Regions from separate parts of the Triticum aestivum genome. Here region 2 is linked to region 1. A link is a contact called in public HiCAR-type data. All regions are on one chromosome and are shown on one strand. The core of a region is the stretch at or near the end of the contact, and the rest is flanking DNA. Distances in the headings are between cores, read along the strand shown.

The links. HiCAR-type assays count read pairs that join an accessible place to other places.
Region 2: a HiCAR-type map of leaf shows a contact between it and region 1, with 7 times the contacts expected there. The contact joins the promoter of LOC123114203 here to the promoter of LOC123114201 in region 1. A contact is called at or near these places in 2 of 5 Hi-C or Micro-C datasets (both in leaf) and 1 of 1 datasets of contacts at active chromatin or transcription factors (leaf).

Annotation. Positions count from the first base shown.
Region 1 is chr5B:683,925,294-683,929,405 of IWGSC CS RefSeq v2.1, forward strand. LOC123114201 (post-GPI attachment to proteins factor 3) reads right to left here and starts at 2,084. Exons shown (of 6, transcript XM_044535587.1): 1 at 1,704-2,084; 2 at 1,306-1,585. The coding sequence starts at 1,412.
Region 2 is chr5B:684,063,976-684,068,087 of IWGSC CS RefSeq v2.1, forward strand. It overlaps LOC123114203, which reads right to left and starts at 2,140. Exons shown (of 10, transcript XM_044535589.1): 1 at 1,626-2,140; 2 at 1,429-1,549; 3 at 983-1,068; 4 at 357-756; 5 at 169-269; 6 at 16-82. The coding sequence starts at 2,017.

The DNA.
Region 1 (4,112 bases), core at 834-3,333:
TTTCCGATACAAATTTAATGGTATAATCTTATTAGTTAAATTCATGGTTAAACTTGACTTTCATAAAGAGTGTGTGCCTTCTTTTTGGAGTCGGAGGGAGACTAAACTACTAATCCAGTATTTCAGTCAAGTCAGCAAGAAACAAAAACATATCTCACAATGAAGTAACAAGAAAGGACCAAACATTTTGTAACAACTAACAACCATTATAGCAATCCTTAACATAAATAGTTTCAGTCAAGTCAGTAAGAGAACAAAAACATATTTCACAATGAAGTAACACAAAATGATCAATGTATGGTAACAACCATTATCACAATACTTAACACCACTTTGAGGTATTATGTTTGTATACTTTTAAATTCCTCTAAGTAGGTGTGGTAGTATAGTATAAAGCCCAGAGCTGCATCTAACCTCTAGCTAGTGCTGCTCTGAATCCAATAATTAATTGTTTGACCTGCAGTCTCTCTGTCTATCTAATACTCCCTCCGTAACTTAATATAAGACGTTTTTTGACACGTGTCAAAAAACGTCCTATATTAAGTTACGGAGGGAGTAAGTATGACTGAGTAATTTACCATGGCAAGAATACCAGTCATGTATCACCACTTAATCTGTGTGCATCTAATCTAAAGCATCTAAAATGGGATTGAAAATTATGTAACTCAAAGTATGCCACTATTTTCTCACATATTATTCCCTCCATCTGAGTATTTGTCACTTTATCCACTTTAGTGAATCCACCTTTGAACCAATTTACTAATTACACTAGAAAGTAGAGTGTGGTAGCTGAAACTTGACTAATTGTTCATCTGACGGACAGGAATACTTTAAGGTTCTATTGTTCCATTGTCAAGTCGAAGTCAAACAATAACCATCTTCGATCGACAGTGTCCAGTTTTCCTGTTCAGATATTTTCAATCAAACTGTAGGATAGTCAATTGTGGACTCCAGTACATGCATTCCAAAAGATAGAACGAGAGATTTAATATTTTTAACCAACTAGGTAAGATGACGAAACATCAGCTAAAGTTAACCCAATTACGCATCTAGATATATATATTTAAAAGACGACGAGCAATGCTACTAGGTATAATATATCTCAGATTTAATTACTACAATTACAAGCAATAAGCATCAACCACAGCGCAGCTAGGCCCACTTTCACATTAGAAAAACTACAAAAACTCGAGAACCAATTTATCCAGCCAGGCCTGGAATCAAGTATATAAGAAAATAAACAACAACCAGGCGCAATGATACATCATCTGCACCACGAGATGAGTCAACAATGCTTCGTCTCACCTGTACTGCGGATGAGCATCTCCAGGGCTGGCCTCGACGGAGCCGACCACGAATCCGACTGCAAGAAGGGAAGCCAATCGAACTACCCAGAGGCTACTTCCGGCCATCCCGGCAGGCACGCCTGGGTCCAGTGCGCGAACCCCTCACCGCAACCAGCTATGGGGGCCAAAGGGGTGGCGTCCTGATGGATCTTTACTCCAGGGCAGTCCAGGAGTAAAGGGGAGAGGACGACAAGGACTAGCACTGCAACGAGTTCCAATTGACAGAGAATGTTGATGCCCTGTTCCAACTCCCAAGTTCCAGAGGGATATAATTAGACTTTTATTAAGTGTAAATTGAACATGGAGCAGCAAATCAAATCAAAAATTTAGCTAGCTGTACTGCAGTCTGTAGATCACCTTCAGGAGTGTACCTTGGGTGGGTGCTGCTGCCGCCGCCTGCGAGCGCGAGGTGGAGATCTAAACGGGCGAGCTGCCGCTGGCTGCTGACTAGCCTGGTGCCTGAGAGAGCCAGAGGGCTGAGGGTGGAGTCGGGGAACGGGGAGGAACCGTCCGAGGAAGGAGAAGGGCGGCCTGCAGGTCCTCGCCGCCGGGTCAAAGGCGAGCTCAAGGAACGGAGCGGAGGGGCGGGAGCGGCGCGGCGGTGGCCCCTGACTGGTGAGCGGCGGCGAAGGGGAGCGGCGGGTGGAGGGCGGAGTGAGCGAGGCTGGGAGATGGGTCGTGGTCGTGGCGGCGCAGTCGGAGATGGAGATGGAGATGGGAGAGGACGAGAAAAAAACTAATGATTGGGCTATTGATTGATTTGGTCGTTGGGGGCCGACCCTTGGGCTGATGGGAAAAAGCCCACTCAGGCCTTCTTTGATTTGTAGGAATTGTGTCTAGGAATACTATAGGATAGGATTTTCAAAGAAATTGTTTTTTAGCTCTTTGGTTTGTAGGAATGGATTCATATTCCTATCATCCTATGTAGTAGGATAGGAACCGATTCTTCACATTTCAAAGGAAAACATCAGCTTAGACTCAATGAAAAAAATTCATATCCTATGCATCAAATGTCTTTACAAGTTCCGCCTATTTTCCCTAGGTTTTGGAGAAAGAAAAATGTGAAGAAAAAAATCATGACAATCATATATTTGCTTCCGAGCAAAAGAAATTATGTGATTTTACGAGAAGCACAGACTTGCTTTGTGTGGAAGTATAGATTTGCTTTCACGAGAAGCACATGTGTGCTCTCCAGAAAAAAAAAGGGGGGGGGGGGCACAACATGTGCTTCCAAAAAAATTGAAACTCCGGGCTTCGGGTTTTCCTTCCCGTTTGTGGTATTCAATTTTATTTATTTATTTGCGTGAATCATATTTTGGATTTGTTATTTTGATTTTGTTTTACTTCCGGTTTATTGTGGGAAAGACTCACCAAAACCTATAGTTGAATAAAACAAAATGAAGGCGGAAGGTTGTAATTATTTTGAACCGGTTTTCGATAAACCTATAGTTGAGTGAAACAAAATGGTTTTTAATTATTATTTTAAATTTCTGGTTTTTTTATTCATGAACTGTGTGTCCAAATACCGAATCGTGTAGGCGGAAGTTAGTTGTAGACACAAAACAAAATGAAGGTGGAAGGTTGTAATAATTTTGAGTAGAGTGCGAACAATAGTAGATAATGCAAAAGAATTAAAAGAGCACAACGAGACAAATATGGCGATGAAACCAACAAGAGGATTAGGGTATTCTCAAGGAGTCCGGAATTCCCATTGGCATGTGTCTAACACAACATATGCTCTAGCATATAGTTCTAGGTTGGATACTTGAGCCACTCTTGACATTTGTAATTGGACAGATCCGGGTACATCATACATTCTACTCTAGGTAGACTTCGTACCACGCACGTCACTACTATAGTTTCCCCGCTCTGGTTCTCACAAAATAATTAAGGATTTCCCCATTGTCGCGGCCTCACCAAGGGTTCTCTGTTACTCCCCTATCAATTGCAAAGACGGAGTAGAGAGGCCTTTCCTGTCGCCTTACATCAACATCATAACCTTTACAACGACACTAGGCATTCACGAAGGTAGAAATGCTGAGTGGGGCCCTTTCACAACATTCACGAAGGCTATTAAACCAAACGTCCAGTGGACATTCTCATATCCTTATAAGCATTCAACTCAGACATACCAAAGTTTATCCACATCCCTGAGAACTAGGGGAACAACTCACACATGGAGACAACAAGCATCATATGAATAGTGGTGACTGTAGGGGAACACAGTAATTTCAAAAAAATTCCTATGATCACGCAAGATCTATCTAGGTGATGCATAGCAACGAGGGAGAGAGTGTGTCCACGTACCCTCGTACACCGAAAGAGGAAGCGTTAAGTAACACGGTTGATGTAGTCGAACGTCTTCGCAATCCAACCGATCAAGTAACGAACGCACGACACCTCCGTGATCTGCACACGTTCAGCTCGGTGACGTCCCTCGAACTCTAGATCCAGCTGAGGCCGAGGGAGAGTTCCGTCAGCACGACAGCATGGTGACGGTGATGATGATGTTACCGGCGCAGGGCTTCGCCTAAGCACTACGACAATATGAACGAGGTGGAAAACTATGGAGGGGGCACCGCACACGGCTAAAGATCAACTTGTGTGTCTATGGGGTGTCCCCCTCCCCCGTATATAAAGGAGGAGAGGGGAGGCCGGCTGGCCCTCCTTGGCGCGCCCCCAAGAGGGGAATCCTACTAGGACTCCAAGTCCTAGTAGGTTTCCACCAAAAGGAAGAGAGGGGGAAGGAAGGAGAGGGAGAGGGAG
Region 2 (4,112 bases), core at 890-3,389, 140 kb after region 1:
TAACAGAACTCCTACCTGTACTATTCGAACCTTGTTATTATCACGAAGAATAATCCGACTGATAGCCAGGTTTGGTATAATCCTACAAGATAGCTATATTAGATCATAGCTGTGTATTGGAAGTAGACTATGTGAACTCCAAATACCGCAAAAGATAAAACTACTTACTCGGGTAACTTCTCATATGCTGTTAGTGCATTCCATACTTCTCGAACTGGTGCTTTCACAGTGATACTAGCAACAACACACCTGTGAGCCCCTTCACGTTCCTTCACCAAAAGCATTCCACAAGAGAAGATAATTTTCTTAGTGTGCTTTCCGTGAAATTTAAGATGGGTATAAGCTTAGTCAGTTACCAAGAGGCCATCAAATCGTCGAAGATGGATCTCATCTACCACACAAGGCCTATCAAGCCTGCAGACACTTCCATATACACCCCATTTCCCATTCAACTCAGGAGGGGGTGAAGCAAGCACACCACCAAAACCGGAAGAGGCAGGCGCTTCTTTGAACTTACTAGAGGGGATGACATCATTCTCGACTGTTGCACTACGCAAGTTAAGTGGCTTGGACTCTGCACCGGTAAATTTTGTAGGTCCAAATTTATGGTTTTCTAAATACATTTTTTCAGATCTGAAAGCCAAGGCTGTAAGATTCACAGGAAGATCCGACCTTATAATCCTCTCAAGAAATATTGCTGGGAAATTAAATCGTGGTATCACGTTAACTTCGTACAGCAAAATCGCACTAGCGGACCTGTTAAAAACCAAACCAAACAGGGGTCATATAAGATTTATGAACGGAATTCTTTTTCTGATGTTCAAAAGCCTAAGGCGATGAAATATCTAAGGATCCCTGAAATCAAAATATTTCCATATAAGGGCATCAAGTGGTAGAAGATAAGTCACTATGGTCTTAAAAAGCTAGATGCTCACTGAAGGTATATGTTACAAACGCATAAAAATGATCACAAGATGCCCACCTTGGACCAGCCCTGACGGACCATTTCCCTTCAAACTTCTTGAAGTCACCATCGACCATGGAGAAGTGGAGCTCTCGTCCATCAACCTGCGCAGCAATTGTTACCAAACAATCGAGTAAATAAGGACACATAGCTCAACATAAGTAGAAAACGAGGGAGAGCATTCATCCTCTTTAAATCTGCTACCCACAGCTTAACAAGAAGAAACAGCACATGCAGAGACGCCAACAGCAAAATGTATTCAGTAGTCGGGACCTAATCAACTGATCATGCACAGATGGTACCGATGCATTCAGTTCGAGCGCACCGCGAACATTTCAGTGACATCTCAATTTGCCCCACGACTCGTGGCCAATGAGAAAAATGTACTACTAGTAAGTAGTAACATCTGAACTGTGACAACAACTGCTAGTAGGAGATTATGGTGAAGAGAACACAGCACGTACGGCATCCGGGACCTCCCGGAGATCCAGCACGACGCGGGCCTCGATGTGCCAGTAGAGCGCTTGCTGCAGCCCCCTCTGCTCCAGCCATATCCTGCCCTCGTGCGGGCACGGAATCCTTCCACTGCACGAAATTTTCCCCAAATTTCAGTTCACAGATGATGAAGGGACTGATACGGCGGTGGATGGGAAACGCGGACCTGTGCACGAGGTTGGGGACGAAGTCGGCGAGGCGCTCGTAGTCGGTGATGATGCGCCACACGGTGTCGACGTCGGCGGCCACCGCCACGGACGCGAACACCCGCCGCTCGCGCCACGACACCACGTCCACGTCGCACTGCACGCTCGGCCCCGCGCGCCTGGTGCCGCCCCTGCCGGCCCCGCCGCGGTACTGCTGCTGCTCCCCGTGGTGCTGCTGGTCGTCGGTGCCCCAGTGGTCACCTGTGGCAGCAGCCCCGGCGGCGACAGCGCGGCCACAGGAAGAGGAGCGGTGCCGCGAGAGCGCTGTGGCCCCTCGAGGGCTCGCGCCGGGGCCCGGGGTCCGCGGGAGGAATGCGGCGGCGGCTGGGGCCGGGGAGACGAGGGCCCGCATGGCTCCCGCGAGCGGCGACGGCGGTGTGGGCTGTCCGAGAAGAGGAGTGGAGGTGGAGCGGCCGGGGAAGGAGGGGACGAGAGCTCACCCAGTTCGAGTGGATGCGGACTGGGGAGGGGGGCTTCAGCCACTGACGTCCGGGGCCCAGCGCGTCGGCGACCTGGGATTGTTTCTGCCGTGGCCAGGGGCGATGCGTGGCGGGAAGGAGAGGGGACGGGCCCACTTACCGGGCCCACCCGATGTGGGGCCGGCTAGTCAGCCTGCGACGCGTGCGCGGTCAGCGCCCGCGCGTCCCGTGGGGGAATATCCACCTGCCCAGCGCTGCAGCCCATTGATCTTAACCACTTCCCTTGATTCTAGACCAACTTAGATCACAGTTCACAGTCCTCATTCTCGCCGCCGCCGCCGCCTCCTCCTAGCACCGCCGCCTCACGCGCTCCGATGCCGATCTCCCACTCCCGCTCCCAGCCTCTCCTCGCCCACCACCACCACGACAACGCCGGCGACCTCCTCTCCTGCGCGCAGGGCAGCAGCAGCGACGGCTCCTTCCCCAACAACAACAACAACAACAATGGCCTGCTGCGGACGCGCTCCCACGAAGACGTGCGGGTCGGCCGCACGCAGTGCGCCGGCGGTGACGAGGCCGAGGTCTGCTTCGAGGGGCGGCGCCGCGCCGGCGATCTCGGCTACGTCAGCTTCGAGGACATGGTCCTCTTCGAGGCGTTCCGGGAGGGCAACGTCCGCTCGTCGGAGGCCGGGGCCGTGACGACGGCGTCGCGGATGTACACGCGCGTCGCCCACCGGCGCTATCGTCGGCGGTCCCCGGGGCCGCTCGGGACGCGCCGCGGCGGCGCCATGCATAGGTTCGTGAAGAAGTTCGTCTGCCCTTGCTTGGCCTTCGTCGCCAGAGCCTTCGGCTGCGTGCCAGGCGTGCCGGCGCATTGATCTGTAAACTAGAGATAGTTATGTTTATTTGATCATGCAATGAGTAGACTGTTCTTAGATGGACTAATAATTCTCTGAATTTAGTTAGCGACGCAGTTAGTTGTAGATTCTCGTGGGATCATTCAGGATTTTTCTCTCCGTGAAGATCCCAGCCAACTAGCTTGTTAGAGAGTCTGTTTTTTTTTTTGAATTTTTGGTACGTCGCTACCTCTTTCATATCAATCGTTAATTGAAGAAAAAATGCCTGTTGAATGTGGCAGGTTAATATCTCTTGCTGCGCTGCGCAAAAAAGAATATTTCTCCTGCTGTAGCGCAGCGCCGAGTTTTTTGTCCACAAATGGAGTTTTTTTAGCACCAAGACACCAAACAGATTGTCGCCCAGTTGCTTGTTAACTTCACCTCGACGTCACACCAATCTGAAGAATTCTAAAATAGGGTTCATGTAACCTAGTTTTTTATCCACTTATAAAATTTGTTTTCCTAAAGCACTAAAATGTTAGTAATACATAGGCTACTTAATTACTTTTTGTTCACCAACTTTTAAATACTATTCACATTGTTCAGTAAAATGTCCATATGTATGCACGATGCTAGTTCTAGTAGCATTTTTTCACATTACTTATTAGTTTGTTCACTTACACAAAAGTTTCTGGCAAAAAAAGATGGCACTCCTCGGATCCAAAATAAGTGTTGCGGTTTTAAATTGGGATTAGTTTGAAACCGCGACACTTATTGTAGATCGAAGGTAGTAATAAGTTATAATTTCACGCATGAAAACGCACTTTCTAACCATTTAACAAAAGTTTTCATAGAACAATTCATATTTATGGCATTATTGTTCAATTCGACCAAGAGAGAAAAGAAGAAGTGGAAGCAGTAGCCCCGTGCGTTATTGGGCCGACAATCACATAACACTGTCGAAAAGAGGGAGTGAAGGGATCGATAATCCTACACCTACGAAGGTTTACGTTACATAACCTTCCACCCCCCCTCCTCCCCAATTTCAGTGGGGGTGGTCCCCCAATCCTCCAAATCAGCAATCCAAAATATCACTTGGATAAACGCAACAACTCAGGTATATAAAGTACTCACTAGTTATAGAAATTAATACACAACCATGTATAGGAAGAAATTGATTCTTAATCATAAA